4 separate regions of the Mus musculus genome follow, and regions 1, 2 and 3 are each linked to region 4. A link is a contact called in public Hi-C, Micro-C and promoter capture Hi-C data. All regions are on one chromosome and are shown on one strand. Each heading gives the region's core, a stretch centred on a gene start, on an enhancer-like site or on the middle of the called end of the contact. The rest is flanking DNA. Distances are from core to core; before and after follow the strand shown. Region 1 overlaps Txndc12 (thioredoxin domain containing 12 (endoplasmic reticulum)). Region 2 holds the start of Rnf11 (ring finger protein 11). Region 3 holds the start of Rab3b (RAB3B, member RAS oncogene family). Region 4 holds the start of Osbpl9 (oxysterol binding protein-like 9).

What was found. Promoter capture Hi-C pulls out the DNA fragments that hold promoters and counts their contacts. Hi-C and Micro-C count contacts between places; a contact is called where the count stands out from the background.
Region 1: a contact with region 4 is called in a promoter capture Hi-C map of embryonic stem cells, with 2.3 times the contacts expected there. The contact joins the enhancer-like site here to the promoter of Osbpl9 in region 4. A contact is called at or near these places in 10 of 39 promoter capture datasets (the 3T3-L1 cell line, the C10 cell line, embryonic stem cells and 4 more), 1 of 484 Hi-C or Micro-C datasets (megakaryocyte progenitors), 7 of 115 datasets of contacts at active chromatin or transcription factors (the SCID.adh cell line, double positive thymocytes, embryonic stem cells and 3 more) and 2 of 9 other capture datasets (adipose tissue and liver).
Region 2: a Hi-C map of uterus shows a contact between it and region 4. The contact joins the promoter of Rnf11 here to the promoter of Osbpl9 in region 4. A contact is called at or near these places in 1 of 15 datasets of contacts at CTCF or cohesin (the NIH/3T3 cell line), 3 of 484 Hi-C or Micro-C datasets (B cells, embryonic stem cells and uterus), 2 of 115 datasets of contacts at active chromatin or transcription factors (embryonic stem cells and microglia) and 2 of 9 other capture datasets (liver and macrophages).
Region 3: a contact with region 4 is called in a Micro-C map of embryonic stem cells, with 3 times the contacts expected there. The contact joins the promoter of Rab3b here to the promoter of Osbpl9 in region 4. A contact is called at or near these places in 12 of 39 promoter capture datasets (the 3T3-L1 cell line, 3T3-L1-derived adipocytes, the C10 cell line and 7 more), 2 of 484 Hi-C or Micro-C datasets (both in embryonic stem cells), 2 of 115 datasets of contacts at active chromatin or transcription factors (the NIH/3T3 cell line and stem cell-derived neural progenitor cells) and 2 of 9 other capture datasets (adipose tissue and liver).

What each region holds. Positions count from the first base shown.
Region 1 is chr4:108,853,494-108,857,343 of GRCm38.p6, forward strand. Txndc12 (thioredoxin domain containing 12 (endoplasmic reticulum)) reads left to right here. Exons shown (of 7, transcript NM_025334.3): 4 at 2,655-2,728. Among named protein-coding and RNA genes, the nearest start is that of Kti12, 7.6 kb to the left of the region's middle. Within about 2 kb of position 1,403, at least 7 of the 459 cell types and tissues checked have an H3K27ac peak or open chromatin away from gene starts, as enhancers often do. A contact at or near this core is called in embryonic stem cells, where this site is marked.
Region 2 is chr4:109,473,893-109,477,984 of GRCm38.p6, forward strand. It overlaps Rnf11 (ring finger protein 11), which reads right to left and starts at 2,613. Exons shown (of 3, transcript NM_013876.3): 1 at 2,218-2,613. The coding sequence starts at 2,340.
Region 3 is chr4:108,876,246-108,880,347 of GRCm38.p6, forward strand. Rab3b (RAB3B, member RAS oncogene family) reads left to right here and starts at 2,825. Exons shown (of 5, transcript NM_023537.5): 1 at 2,825-2,973.
Region 4 is chr4:109,199,636-109,203,796 of GRCm38.p6, forward strand. It overlaps Osbpl9 (oxysterol binding protein-like 9), which reads right to left and starts at 2,637. Exons shown (of 24, transcript NM_001368727.1): 1 at 2,470-2,637. The coding sequence starts at 2,580. Gm46867 (a long non-coding RNA gene) reads left to right here and starts at 2,558. Exons shown (of 3, transcript XR_001784406.1): 1 at 2,558-2,614.

The DNA of each region.
Region 1 (3,850 bases), core at 153-2,652, 350 kb before region 4:
CAAAAATGCAGCTGGGCATGGCAGCTCATGCCTGTAGTCCCAGCTCTCAGGAGGGTGAAGCAGAAGCATGGGCACAGGTGTGAGGCCACCCTTGACAACAGAGTGAGTGCCTGTCTCAGACATAAGTAAGGGGCTAGAGAGATGGCTCGGTGCTTAAGAGTACACACTAGCTCCTCCTAAGGAACACCTGACCTCTGAGCACTCACATTCATGTACATACCCCCCCACACACACACATGTACACATAATTAAATAAAATGAATAAGAGGAATGTGAATGCCAGACACTGCAGTGCATGCCTGTAATCTCAGCACTTGGTGAGGCAGGGGGATCAGAAGTTCAAGGCTAGCTTGGGTCCCACTGAGAGACTCTGTAGCTGATCTTTGCTACTTTGTGGGTTCTTTTTGCCACCCCTACACACACACACCAATTTTACCTCCTATTTACCTCCTATCATTAGGAAGGGAGGGAGGGGTGGAGGGAGGGAGGGAGGGAGGGAGGGAGAGAGAGAGAGAGAGAGAGAGAGAGAGAGAGAGAGAGAGAGAGATCCATCCATCCATCCCTGGGTCTAGTTTCTTTCCTTTTGTTTCTTCTTTAAGCACAACTACTAACAAACCACAACCAACCTCACCTCTCAGGGCCTTAGCATTTCTATACCTCTGAAATGTTTCCAGAATTTCGGAGTCACAAGATTGCAGAAAGCCATGCTCTGTTAGAACGCCAGGCAAATCATAGTCAGCTGCTGTGAAGCGGCCCATATCTCCACAACTGGGAGTAAGCACATGCTTGGGTTTTGTTTTGTTTTGTTTTCGAGACAGGGTTTCTCTGTGTAGCCCTGGCTGTCCTGGAACTCACTTTGTAGACCAGGCTGGCCTGGAACTCAGAAATCTGCCTGACTCTCCCTCCCAAGTGCTGGGATTAAAGGCATGCTCCACCATGCCCGGCGTGGTTCCTTTTTCAATGGAAATTACTGAAACATAACTATAAAAGGCAAACAGTGGAGGGCAGTGGGATGGCTTATTGGGTAAAGACATTTGCTACAGAAGTCTGGCCTGAGTGTGGTTCCTGAAGCCCATGGGAAGGTAAAAGAGCACAGACTCCACACTTGTCTTCTGATCTCCATGTGTGCTGTGGCACATGCAGTCACACACACTACAGTTGTATTTTATTTTTTATAGTGTTTGGAGGTCGGAGGACAACTTGTGAGAGTCTATTCTTCTGTGGTGAAGGTTACAGGGATTGAACCGGGGTCATTAGGAGAGGCAGTGGACAAGACACCCTTATCTACTCTCTTCAGCCCACGAATAGTTTGTCTTCATTTCTTTCGAGACAGGGTCTCACTAGCCCTGGCTATGTCAGAACTCACTGTGTAGACCAGGCTGGCCTTGACCGAAATCCTCCTGTTGTCTCCTCAACTAAAGGCTTGTACTACCACACCCACCCTCATTGTCCCTATTTCTTAAGTTTGATGCACATTGCAGTCACATAACAAAGTAAGTGCCAGAAGCAGGATGAGAATCTAGGTTCCCAGGCCTGGTTTTATGGTTGTATTTTTTAAATAAAAAGCTCTTGTCCTACTTGCCAGGCAGTGGTGCACACGCCTTTAATCCCAGCACTTGGGAGGCAGAGGCATGTGGATTTCTGAGTTCGAGGACACCCAGGGCTACACAGAGAGACCCTGTCTCTAAAAAAAAAAAAACCACTCTTGTCCTTATTTCATATTGGTTTTTTTTTTGTTTGTTTGTTTTGCTTTTGAGACAAGGTCTTATTATGTAGTCCCAGCTGGCCTCACAGAAATCCACCTGTCTCTGAGTATGGAGCTCTGGAAATAAAGGTGTGCCACACCACACCCTGTGCCTGTTTTTTGTTTTTTGTTTTTTTTTTTTAATTGAGATAGGTCACAGGTTGGTCTTACACTCAAGTAAGTTCAAGTTACCCTTCTGCTTCAGTCTCCCCAGAATCTGGTCTGCAACTGTGTGCCACCAGGCATTAATTGTTTTTGCTGTTTTAATCATATACGTTGAGGACATGTATATTTGTATTCTTGTGGAGGCCATAGATCAGCCTTGGATGTCTTTTTCCAATTAGTTTCCATCATGTTTTTCATTTCATTTTATTTATTCTTGTATGTGTTCTCATGTGTGTGCGGGTTGATGCTAGAGGACGCCTTCGTGGGTTCAGTTTTCTCCTCCTACCTTTTCATGGATTCTGGGTCCAAGTCAGATTGCCAGGCCTGCATGGCAGTTGCTTTCACCTGCTCAGCCATATTGCTGGTTCCTTCTCATTGGAACCTGAAGCTACCAGATTAGGCAAAGCTGGCTAGCAAGGCAGCCAGTCCCAGGGATCCACTTATTGCTGAGATTACATGCGTGTGCCACCATGCTGGGCTTTTTTGGTAAGTGCTAGGGATTGAGACTCAGCCGTCTTCCGGCCCTCAATTTTAGTTATTTAGACTTAACAATGGTTCCATTAGATGGGTTAATATATATGTGTGTGTGTGTGTGTGTGTGTGTGTGTGTGTGTGTGTGTACATATACATATATATATATGCTAATGTCTGACCCTTCAATAAAAGTTAGTGATATTTATGCTGACTAGTGTTTGGGTATGTTTCTGTCATTGCAAAAATCTTTTTTTTCTCTCTCTCTCCTTAGCTTTAAAACCCAAATTTGCAGAATCTACAGAAATTTCAGAACTGTCCCATAATTTTGTTATGGTAAATCTGGAGGTAAGACTTAAAGATGCCCCCCCCGGGGGGGGATGATTTTAAGGTATAGTTTTAGATTTATTATAAAGTGAAATGGGCAGAACGGGCTACTTGTATGTTGTTTTTCTCTTGAAAACAAGAGAATAATACTGAGGTTTACGGGAGAGACGTATTAGCCATCCAGCATTAGAGAGGAATGAGGAAGGGAGAATTTGAGTAAGTGACTAAAATTTGGAGTTTTTTCATCCTTAGCTTTTGATTATGATATGTTTTATATCTTCCTATAGCTGTTCTATAGATAGTCATATGTAGAGGCTACTACTTCCTGCAAATTGTGGTTCAGTTGAGCACCTACTGGATGGTTGGCCATGCGAGGCTTTTATGTGCAGCCTTCCTGATTCCTCGTGGAAGTATCTTTTATGTCCTTTATACAGGATCCAGCTCTTGTGATCCAGAATCTTAGAATATCAAGAGTTAGACTTGGAAGGGGTTTTTTGGGGTCATTGGTATTGTTCCCATTTTATAGAAAGGCCTGAGGTAGGTCAGGGGTGTGATTTTTGTTAACATGCTAAGAACCTAGTAAGTGAGCAAACATGACGCAGCTGTGCTCCCGTCCAGGCCGTGCTCTTCTGCACAGGTGTGGGATCATGTAGCACATGTAGCACATGTAGCACTGCACAGTGATGCTTCTAGACATGAGTCTCATTAAAGAGACTGTTTGCTTAAACACAGATCCAAGAACCTTCTGAACACATTAACAGACAACATTGAGGTATTAAACGTGTTTCCCTATATAACTAGTGTATCCCAGTGCTAATTAAAGCAATTTAAATAAATGACCCTATTTAATCCCTGAAATGAGAACCTCACCACAAGCTATAAAATTACTCTCTTTCCCATGAACATAATTTCATTACTTTCTGGGGTAAACTGGGACTCACATTCACAGAGAACAAGATGTTTCTAGTGAGTAACTCCAATGTAAGAAAGTGTAGCCACGGGCTGGAGTGTAGTCATGACTATGTGGTTAAAAGTTAAAAGTGTATGTTCCTGTGGAGGAGTCCAAGTTTGAGTCTCAGCACCCAAATGGTGGCTCAAAACCATCTATGATTCCAGTTCTAGGGGATCTGATGCCCTCCTCTG
Region 2 (4,092 bases), core at 1,363-3,862, 270 kb after region 4:
GACTTGAGGGGGATGTTATTATATTTACAGGTTTCTTTTAAAAACTCGATAGGGTCTCATTCTATAGCCGAGACCAGCACTGAACTCAGTATGTAGCACTGACCTCCAAATGTCAGCAATCCTCCTGACTCAGCCTTCCAAGTACTAAGATGACAGATATGAGCCACCATGCAAAGCTAAATATTTCTTTTTATGGTCTCATATTTTAAAGTAACTATTTTCTTGCAATTCATAGTAATTTTGCATATCAGTATTTGGGTCATTCATTTCAGGAAAAGGCAACCACAATACAATTTCCATTGTCAAAAATAACATTCCAAAAAAGTACTGGTAAAATACCAAAAGCCATCATTATGATCTAGTCCTTTTGGAAAGGACAAAAATATAGTTCCCATAACTCTAAAATTACGGTAAGAATAACAGAAAGCAGCAAGTCAGATATCCAATTTTCCTAGAAAGAGGCTAAGGAACATAGATTTGGGGGAGAAGTTTGCTCATGTCACCTACATAAATTCATTCTAGAGGAGCTATCCAGTGGAGAGGAAAACAGTTAAGATAGCCTGAAAAATGGGCCCAACTCTGGAGGCTGAGGCAGGAGGACAGAATGTTTGTCTGTCTGGTCAACTTCCTGAGTCACTGTCTAACAATAAGTTTTTTTTTTTTTTTTTTTTTTAAACAGCAGAGTTATAGTTCTATAGTGGTGTTTTGCTAGAATGCATAGGGTTCTCAGTTTAATTCCTGTTACTGATTATGGATAATATTCATATTCCATTTAGTATTAGGTATTGCTCCTGAAGCAATTTAAATATGTTGGGAGAAATGGGCCACATAAATATAGCCAATACTTAATTTTTATAGGACAGAAATTGCATGAAATATTGACGACAAAGCTTCTATTCTTCATTTATCTCAGTTATTGAGTATCTACTATGAGTCAGATGCTAGAGTATAAAAGCACCTGGAAACTGTCCCAAATTCAGCTTGTACAAGGGGAGGAGAACACATATGTCAAGGGTGAGACACACAACTACCTAAACAAAGATACTGCACTAAATTATTTTAGGTCTGGTACTGCTTGTAAGTGTAGAAGGTACATGGGGGACGTATCCAGGAATTCGGGGAAGAAGGGTGGGTAATGTCAGTACTTTAGATACTTGAGCTGAGTCCTTAAAGAGGATTAAATGTTCACCTGGGCAACCTTGGGGGAAGGGCTCTTAGCATAAAGATCACCTGGAGCAAAGACAAAACTATCAACAGCCTGGTTTGGTTAAAATAGAGGCTTTTGCCAGGCTATCGTAAAGATGGGACTTGACTAACATGAGGGGGTCAGAAAATCAGCTCATATGATCAATTTTTTGCCACGTGATGAGAAACTGGTTTACACAGGATTGAGAAAACACTACACTAGATAATGATGTCACCACATAAAATCAAAGGAGACTGCACAGTTAGAAAACTAAACTCTCTTCAGGAAAATATTAAAGAACTGTATTAAAGCCCACCTGAGAAGTTTACTCAATGTATCATTTAGAAAGACCCATTCAGGAGTCTTTGATAAAGAGGACTTTAAGTAACAGATGGCATTTCCCAAGTCAGGTTGAAAGGTCTCTCAAGTTCAAGATAATCAAATTTTAATTAAGCCAACTTATTTAAAAGATGTGTCACAGGGGTGGAGCTTAAAATTACCACATATGTATATATAAACAAGTAACTCTTTATGAAGCTGAGGCCAAAATCGCCACTTGGAATTCTACCTCCCAAGTAGATGGTAAAAAAGACATTCTACCAGAGCCAATTAACAAAAGAGTGGGGAGGATCATAAACGAAAACACAAATATAAGGGGGGAGGGGGTGACAAGCTACGCAAAACCCGTAATCCTCTTGGCAGTCTGATGAGGAAATCACACAACTCAGACATAAAGGCAGGAAAACCATGTCATCCTCAACTCCACAAGCTAAACTACTAGGCACCGAAGGGGATAAGATCACACACTCGATTCCTGAACTCAAGGACAGAAGACCGTCCTCAACCCGTGCCCAAGGGGATGCCCAGAAGGACCCTTTTCCATTTGGGAACCGGGCAGCAGACACCCTCAAGGCCAGCCCTGAAGGGGTCAACGCCACCCCCCCCCCACCCACCCCCGGTCTAGGCCGTGGAGGCCAAGGGCAGAGGGCCCGAGCCGCCTCCTCTCGCACGCCGACACACACCCTCCCTACCTGATATGGCGGCGGCGGCTCCTGATCTGGCTCCGTCCCCTCGCCAAAGCTAGCCCGGTCGGACTGAGACTCGTGAAGCAGGGAGATGTCATCCGAAGTCGGGGATTTGAGGCAGTTCCCCATCTTCCGGGGCTGGGGTGTATGCTTGAGATCTGCGGGAGGAAGAAAGCTGTGACCCGGTCTCTCGCACGCTCGGCGGTGAGCTCGCTCGGCGCCGCGGGGTCCAAGGCGGCAGGCCCGGGGCTCAGGCGGCGGCTCCCCCGCGCCCCGGCGCCACCGAGGGGCCGCTCATGCCAGCCCCCGGGACAGGGGGCGCGAGGCTAGGCCGCGGGCTGCGCCGGGGTCGCGTCTGGAACCTGAGGGGGGCGGGGGCGGGAAGACTGAGCGCTTCCCCACCCCGCCCCCCGCGGGGCGGCGGCGGCCACGGGCTGCTGGGCCTAATCCAGGTCAGGAGGGGGGGGCGCGGCCGTCTCGGTTGCCTCAGCTGCTGCCTCAGCTGCTGTTGCCCCTGCCGACGCTGGAGCCGCGGCCCGGGGCCTCATCCTACTCCGCCTCGGCGCGGCGGCGGTGGCCAGAACGAGGCTGGCCAGGCCTACGTCATGCCGCCGTGCGTGCTCCGGCCCCGCCCCGGGCGCGCGCGTCCGACTCCTGGACTGCGTGGCTGGGCTCTGAGTTTAAGGTCCAGGCTGTGTGGCTGTTGGTCTCCCGACCATCTGCCTCCGGCGCCCCCTGTATGTCCCGGCTGCAGCCAGCTTGCGGACTTACCTTACCTTACCTGCGCGGTGTCCTCAGACTGTTCACGCTGTCTGCCGGGTTGATGTCTGTAAGCACGGATCTGAATGGACCAGGCAGATAGCTGAGGTGTTTAGCTTCCTTCTCCTTTATCCTTTAAGAATAAAGTCCAAACTCATGTGATGAACACGCCCTACCCTCCCAACATCACAGCCATGAGATTATCGGATTGCCCATTTCTTCCCAATCCCACCTCCCTAATTCAAGCCTCTCAAACTAACATTTGCCGTTGATTCTCAGTCTCTCTGTGTTCATCATTGTCCCCTACCTCCATACCCTTTGAATGATTGAGGATATATATATATGTATTGGGAAGGCATATATATATATATGCCTTCCCAATACTACCCACAGAATAATCTTAAGAAATCTCTTGCCGAGCAGTAGTGGCGCACACCTTTAATCCCAGCACTTGGGAGGCAGAGGCAGGCAGATTTCTGAGTTCGAGGCTAGCCTGGTCTACAGAGTGAGTTCCAGGACAGCCAGGGATACACATAGAAACCCTGTCTCGAAAAACAAAACAAAACGAAACGGGAAAAAAAAAAAAAACGGAAAGAAGAAATCTCTAATCTCATTCAAAATACTGCCCCTCTTTTATAAATTCTAAATCCCAAAATGGCCAAAGTGCTTCTAGTCCTCTCAAAGACTGTTCTCGCTGGCTGAGATTTCCACAGACAGACAGTATTCCTGACCTCTTACCTCTCGCTGGGCTAATCATTATCCTCACCAGTCCTTCGTGGACTCCATTTCATTTCCCTTGAAAATCTTTTTCTGCTTCTCCAGTCTGGGTTAGTCACCTACTCAGAGTTCCCAGTCAGGGCCTTTCTGTCAGGTTGATCAAGCTGAGTTCTCTGTCCCTTCCCTGTGTAAGGCCTGGCATGTTGCCTAAGGTAGTAGAGTCTTTCCTTGGCTGAATGAACAAATGCTCAAACAGCATATGCAAAGGGAAGAACAAGAAGAGAGTGTTCTCCACAGCCATTTTTTTTTAATCAAGAAGGCAAGAAGTTGACTTTGATCTCCAGTTTTATTCACCATTGACTGATTTATTGTTATTTACAGGCCCTATGTTAGAGCGACTGATTC
Region 3 (4,102 bases), core at 1,575-4,074, 320 kb before region 4:
CCTGGGTCTGACAGTCCTTCCTAAAGCCTTCAGAGTCACAGGAGGGGTCACATGCTGTACTTGGCAATCTACACATCTCCCTTTGGCTGTTTCAGTGTTTGTACACTTGTTTACCTTCCTAGCATGGGGGTGGAGCAGTGGGGAGCTTCTTGTGCTGACTTTAAAAAGTGTGTGTGTGTGTGTGTGTGTGTGTGTGTGTGTGTGTACATGCACATGTTATGATGCACACATGGAAGTCAGAGGACAACCTCGGGTGTCAGCCCTCACATTCCACCCTACTTTGATACAGAGTTTCTTATTTGAGGCTACATATACCAGGAATTCTCCTGTCTCCACCTCCTGTCTCAGTGTAGAAATGCTAGGATTACAGACTGGTCTGATGGTGTCTGGTGGGTTCTAGGGATCTGAACTTATGTCCTCAGGACCTTGGGGCAAGTGCTTTACCCACTGAGCCACTCCACTGACTTCCTTACTCATCGCTGTGTTTGTCCTCTCCCTTCTCTATTCCTACCTCCTCTTAATTTGCTGAGTGAATTCCAAACTCTTCTCTCTCTCTCTCTCTCTCTCTCTCTCTCTCTCTCTCTCTCTCTCTGTCTTTTTAAACAAAGCAGTTTGGTCAGCCAATTTCCCAAACTTCATCAAGGCCCAGGATTTAAATTAAAAAAAAAAAAAAGGCTCTTCTATGCACTGGGATTCATGTTTTTACGAAGGCAGTTGTGGATTAAAAAAAATGGCATTTTTTCTGTTATAATAACCACAGTATTTCATATTTATTGAGTGTCTGCTGTGTGCCTGGCATTCTATCAAGTACTGTCCAGTGTCATTTTCTCATTTGCTCCTCACAACAGTGAGACAGTTTTTGTTATTGATTTTCCTAAAGATAAGAAACGGGTGCATGTGTCAGAAAAATGAGGTAACAGACCTATGATCATTCAGCCAGCAAGTGGTAGAGCAAGGACTAAAAACAAAAACAAAAAATGTAGTCTGGTGGGTCTAAGGCTGTGCTCCTTCTTCTATGTTACATGGCCTTTCAGGGGAGAGAGGAGGAGGAAGCCATCAGACCTGAGGCTACCGAAAGCATCTCCATCTGTTCTTGTATTGTTTCCCAGCTTTGAAAGGGTTGTTTTACATGTTATCTCATTGTTCCTGTGAAGAATGGGCAACTCGTTATTCATGTTACCCAGTTTGAAATGAGGAAAGGAAACTAGGCCTTATGGGAGTAAGTTCTGCATAGGGTGTTTGGTCTTAAGACCAGAAGTTCTAGGTGAGTAGGAGGGTCAGGTGTGGCTGTAGGTGTTAATGACACAGTCAACATGTAAAGCAGAGGCAAAGGGATGAGGGTCAGGAGACCCCCATATGCAACTGAAGTCACCAGAAGGATGGCGGAGCAGCAGCTAGTGAAGGGGCTGGTACCCCAGGAACTCCTCAGAGCACGAGGAACAGTGTGGAGGAGCCATAGGCTGTGATATGGCTCGCGGGCAAAGGAGAGCAAATCTTTGTATGAGGGTGGGCGTGACAATGCTGCCCACCTCCTGGTGTTATGATACATGGAGGTTAAGAAAATGAAGAGCCTTTCTGCAGAGGGCTACCATGGAAGCAGTGTCCCGGGGGAGGATAAGGTTTCGGTAAAGATAAAGAGGTAACCTGAGCATTCTAAAGATGCAGAGGGTGGAACCAGGGTTCTAGAGGGAGCACAGGGGAAGCTGAAAGTCAAATGGGCAGCGCGGACCTGACTAAAGGGGCTGATAAGCAGCTCTAGCGAACATTGTAAGGATTAGGACTCTGATGCTGAGGCAGAGAGGCTGGAAAGAAACATCTTAGACAAGTCATAACGGAACTGAGAAAAATCTGGACTTCTTATCTGACTCGTACTTCTATGACCTGGGGTGGGGATGACTATAGAAAAGAACAAAGAGGAGCTGGAGCGATGGCTCAGTGGGTAAGAGCACTGGCTGGTCTTCCAGAGGACCTGGGTTCAAATCCTAGCACTCACATGACAGCTCACAATTGTCTGTAACTCCAGTTCCAGGGATCCTACACCCTCACACAGACATCCGCGCAGGCAAAATACCAATGCACATGAAATAAAAAATCATTAAAAGGAAGAAAGAAAAGAATAATAACTCCAGACCCAAATGTCAGGCCAGTGACCTCAGGACAATGGAAGGTGAAATCCATATAAGAATTTGAAGGTGACCTACCACTCCTGGAAGATCTGGGGTCTGCTAAGGCTCAGACAAGAACATTTACCACTCCAGTTGGCAAACTCCATGCTACTGCTGGTCATGGAGAAGCAGTGAGTGTTATCTTAACAAGGTCGAAATCATTTCAAAAGGTTCCTCAGGTCACTGGTATAGAGGCTGGAAAGAAGGCAGGAATTAGAATTCTTGCATTAGTCCCATGAGTCCTGAACCAGGATACTTTATGCAGAGAAAAGGAAACCTAGAAGAAGATTGGATTTGTTCAGATGGGATTACCAGTCTCAGACGACAAGGACCATGAAGAGGTGATGAGTGGGGCAGACGGTGATAGCCAGCTTCCTAGCTCATTTTTCACTTGTGGACAGGTTGTGCTCCCTCCTTGAGAGTTTATGAGAATGGAGTAAAGCATTTGGAAAGAGCAAAACTTGACGCCATCATCATCTACATTATCACCAAAGACCTCTGAGCACCCTGTAGGTGCAAACTATAGAATGTGGGCAGATTATAAAAGTCACCCAGATATATAGGGTGTAAGGCTCCCAAGAAATTGTAGGTTCCTTACACCAGCCCAGAACGCAGGGGCGGGGCGGATCTTACATGGGTTCCGCCCAGGGGCGGGGCTTGGACCCAGCGGGAACCCAACCCATCTTCAGCCAGAGCCTCAGCCCTCCGTAGCCGAGGTGGGAACCAGACCCGCCTCGCCTGCCTCTCACCCACTATCGCCAAGTGCAACAGTCCGGCTGCACTGTCCGTGAGCCAGCTCTTATCCGAGGTAAGGGGCGCGGCCTCGACCGGGCTCCGCACTGCCTGGGAGCCGGGGACCGAGTGCAAGGCAGCCTAGGGGACTCAGAGAGGGGCTGCGAGAGGCCGCCAGGGACCCGCACCGCAGCAAAGCAGGAGTGCTGGCTCGCACTCCGCACAGGTCCGCCGGGAAGCAGCGACCATTGGGGCTGGGGGCAGATGAGCAGCTACTACAGGCAGTAAGGGGTGGCTGGGTACATCTTAGGGCAGCAGAGGGATGCTGAAAGGATGGAGGGGAGGCAGGCGAAAGGGGGCGTGAAGGCGGAGAGCTGGGTGGGCTCGAGGGGCTTTGAGACGAGCAGAAGAGCAAGGGCTGAAAGGAAGGGGCGCAGAGCAGGAACGGGTGTCTGGTGGGATTGAGAACTTCCGGGACGTGAGTGTGGTTAGCTGGGAGTGAAAGGGTGTAGAACCGAGCCCCGCTGGTACCCGCGAAGGGGTCTCAAGGGATGGAGACATAGGGTTGGGGCTTGGAGGGGATGAGCTTGGAAGAAGGGAAATGTGGGGAGCCAGCTGAGTCTACTCCGCCCCGCAGAAAGGGGCGGGAACTAGGTAGGGGAGTGGGTCTTGACCCTGCTTGTGGGCGAGGGACACCTAAGTTCTGGTCAGGATGGAGGAAATGGCGCTGGAATGGAGCAGGGTCTTGTAGCTGGAAGCAGAGAAACCTTGAGGGAACTTGGAGAGTGAAATTGCAGGGATGATGGGTGTGAGGTGAGGGTTGAGTACAACCTTGGCACTAGCCGAGTCTTGGCTCCTGACAGCATGAGGACAGCAAACACTGGACAAGACTACAATGCCAACTGGAGCCATGGGCAAGAAGAGAATAGTGAACAGAAAAATTCATCCACATGCAATTCTATCTTGGTGTCAAATGTGGAAGAGACTTTGAGAGGGCAGGATGACAACCTCTAGAAGCCAAAAGAGGTGTGGAGTGAAAGTGGATTTCTCCATCCCACCTTCCCAGAATCCACAGGAAAGCTGTAGACTGTAAACGAAATAAGTGAGTGTGTGTGTGTGTGTGCGTGCGCGCGCACGCGTGTGTGTGTGTGTGTGTGTGTGTGTGTGTGTGTTTGTGTGTGTGTGTGCGCCCTCATGCAAGCAGA
Region 4 (4,161 bases), core at 1,387-3,886:
CTCAATGGCACCATCGCTGACTGACTGAGAGTCACTCTGCTGAGCTTGTATTTAAACTGTCTGAGTGTTTTATTCTTTGAAAATTAAATGCATTAGAAAAAAAATTTGGCACAACCAGTTCAGATATTCTTACTAGAAGGTGTGGCTGTAAAAATTAGCTACACGCAAATTACAGATAGACCCATCAGAACGCTAATGCACTCAAACTGTGACAGAACTCACTGCCTACCTTCAATCCGACTCCTACTCTCTCCTTGTGATTACCACTCTAGCTTCACAAGATAGTACAATTCCCTGTAAGTAAACAACAGGAGAAATGTTTTAAAACAGCCATCATTGAGAAATATGATCCCCTCTTCCTCTGACAAAGATAATGCTTTAGAGAATCTAATCTCAGAAGGCAGGTATTAAGGAAGAAGAAAGACGTCTATGAAAAACTTCTATTTAGTCAGAAGGACAAGGAGTTCAAACTCTCTAAATCTACAGGACAAGAAGACATAAAAGATTTAAAAAAAAAATCAGGAAAGAAAGAAAACAAGGAAAAAGGATATTTTTATCTGGGCTAAGGGCTCCCTAGAATTTTAACTCTAGGATGGCCCTAGACTCAGACCACACAAATTTTGGGATTTGAAGAGTAACTTAATTCTACAGTGCTACTAATTACTCCATCATGAATATGCTGGCTAGGATCCATAGAGTTTGCTGATTATCACATTTAGTGAAATTTGATATTATTCTTTATTTATCTTAGTCGTGGGATTTCATAATTCTTCAGTTTTTCAAGATAAAATGTGTAGTTGTTCCTTTTCCATCTGACATAGTATGATGTGTGTGTGTTTTTTGTTTTTTAATATATTTGGTTGGGGGTTGTTTTTTGGTTTTGTTTGTTTTGGGGTGTTGTTTGTTTTGTTTTGAGACAGGGTCTCTTTAGGTACACTGACCTGGCTTGACCTTAAAATTAAGAGGCTACATATACAAGCTACTGTATTCAGCTTTGAACAATATGTTTGTGTCTCATTAAAATTTGATCCTTTAAAAATTACGTAGAAGAGAGGCTAGGAATGTGGGTCAGTGGTAAAGTGTTGACCTAGCATTTTCGAGGCCCTGGGCTCCATCAAAAATAAAAATAATAAAGACACAGAGAACATAAGTTCATATCCAAAGAATGATAAAGGTGACCAACGCTTGTAGTTTGGCAGACCTGCCTAACAGCATGTACTTTTCTACTTCCTGTAGCAAAAGAGAAATTTAATGGGAAGCCTGACTCCACCACTTACAGCTGTGTATGTGATCTTGAGCTAATTACTTAAAAGCCTGGAGTCTCAGATTCCAAAACTGTAAAATGGGAGCATTAAATGGGAATAATGAATACCTACCTTGCAAATTTATTAAGAGTAAATGAATTAAGGTGCCCACTAGACTACACTAAAAGCTCGAGAAGAGAGGCAGCGTCTACACAGCTGTCGATTCTTGCTGGAATGAAGACCCGCAGGACAGGAACTCAATGATATTTTTAAATGAATGAATAACTATGTGTCCCTACTTCCCTCATCCACACTAACTCTTCTCCCATAATCGTATTTCTTCGTTTTTCTTCTATCATTTTCTAAAGCCTTCAAGACATTCTATATTTTGTCCTTCTGGGTGCTTTTCTTCTTCTCACGGGCTATTATTAACAATACAGCTCAAAGAAAGTGGCCCCGTTAGTAATTTCTCCAACACCGCCCACCTTCCATTTCTAATGCGAAGGAGGTGGAAGAGGCGGTCAGAACATAGGCTCCACAGCATTTCATCTACCTACCCTGGGCCACTAACTCGCGTCAACAACAGCGAAGTCGGTCCTCTCCAGAACACAACTTTCAGGGCAACTGCACCATCTCTTTCTACATCTCCGCAACCAGAAGACTCGCGCAGAGGGAATCCTCTGCTCTCAAAAGTTACGGAGTCCGTTACACTCGTGCCCCGCTGGAAAGAGGGGTGCATCCCCACAGTAGGACAGCCTTGCTGGACAGACTGATGGGATTTCAGAGCCCACGGTGTGGACGCGGGTCACCTTTGGACCTGGCCAGGTTCCTCTGACCACTGCTCCGAGAAGGCAGCGCTCTTCGAGCCCTGGAGGGAAGCTAAGGGGTGCGGCCAGTGCCCGGGCTGGGGACAGGAGAGACGCACAGTGTGGACAGCTAGGCTGACCTGCCACACCGGGACTACGCCCACCCGTACCTCGTCTCAGCGCAGACCCTACCTAGTCACAGAACCACTCCCTGAGACACCCGGCTCGCCCCCGGCCCATAAATCAGCCGGCCGGCGCTGCTCACTGGCTGGGTCCGCATCTCCCTTCTGGTCATTGGCTACCCGCACGCAAAGCCCTCCTCCACAAGGGAACCTCGCGTACGGCGGTCTCTCAGCGGAGCACCCCCGCCCCGGCTCCGCGTAGCTCGCCGTCCCAGCAGCGCGGCCTCAGCCACTCACCGTGTAGTAGGAGAGCAGCCCTGCATTGTAGTCCAGCACGAACCAACGATACTGCCATCCCTTCATCACGTTAGTCCATTTGCTCAGCGGCCCTTCCACGATGGACGCCATCTTGGGAGCCGCCAATGACAACAAACGGCCTGACGTCAGTCGCCTATATGGCATTCGGCATGCAGGGGGCGGGGTCTCCGAGAGCCTAGGCGGGACCAGGGCGTGAGTGGGCGGGGCCAGGTGCGGCTCCTCTGTGCAGCTGGTGGACCCACGCCCCTGGCAATCCTAGTCAAGCATGCTTTGTTTCTTTCTCTCTTCGCCTATTGTGTATAGGGCGGGCTGTTATGGAGGCAGAAAACTGAGAAAGCGAGCGTGAATATTTAGATTATTTATCCAAAACAGGCGTGAAGGTGGATACCTGTAATCCCAGCACTTGGGAGACCAGAGGATCGGTAGTTCAAAGCCAGACTCAGCTAAGTAAGACTGACAAAAAAAAGAAAAGAAAAAAAGGAGAGAAGGAGAAAAGGGGAGTGGGGGGACAGAGAGACGGAGGGGAGGGGGGTTTAGAGGTGGGTGTAAGGGAGGGAGGGAGAGACAGACAGACAGAGAGAATAAGAGAAAAACATCTTCAAGAGGATCTGGAGGGTAGGGGAGCACACAACTGCCTGTAACTCCAGGCCATCAGAACTGAGGGTACCAGCACTTAGGAGCAAATATTCCCACCCCACTCAGACATACTCACTAAAGTACATATAACTAAAACTAAATTTTTTTTTTGTAAGTTCAAGATAATCCTTGACTACATAATGAGTTTGAGAGTAGTGGGTGCTACATAAAACTTTTTTTTAAATTGTAACATAAGTTTTGTTGGGTTTTTTGTTTTTTTTTTTTTTTTTTTTTTTTTTTGGAGACAGAGTCTCTTTTGCAGCCTTGGCTGTTCTGGTATTTGCTATATATAGGTAGACCAGGCTGTCCTCTAACTCACAGAGATCTGTCTGCTTCTGGGCTTGGGTTAAAGGTGAGAGCCACCACACCTGGCCAAAGAATTCTATATTTAAGAACCTAGTGATTGGGAAAGCTGGAGAGATGGCTCATCATCGGGTAAGCACTGACTGCTCTTGCAGAGGTCCTGAGTTCAATTCCCAGCAACCACAGGGTGGCTCACAACCATTTGTAATGAGATCTGATTCCCTCTTCTGGTGTGTCTGAAGACCAACTGTGTACTCACATACATAAAATAAATAAATAAATCTAGAAAAAGAAGGGGAAGAAGAACCCAGTGATCCTCTTTTGGCCTCCCTGGCCCCAGACATGTATGTAGTACACAGATATGCATGCAGGCAAAAAGAACTCATATACTTCTTGTTTTGTTTTGTTGTTTTACTGTAGAGAAAAATCTAGGGCTTTGTGCATGCCAGGAGAACATTCTACCCCTGCTATATTAGTCAGGGATCTTTAGAGTAAAAATACTTACAGAATGAATATATTTGTGTATATATAGAGAGATCGATAGATATACACACACACACAGAGTGGGATTTATTACAGGATGTGATTAAGCAAAGACAACAATGGCTGCCTATGCATAGAAAATCCAAGAAACTAGTAATTGGATGTCTCAGCTAGCTAGTCTTCTGTGTATGCCAAAATCTGGAAAGAATAGGCCCTAATGCCAGTGAAGTAATGGACTTGCTAGCAAAA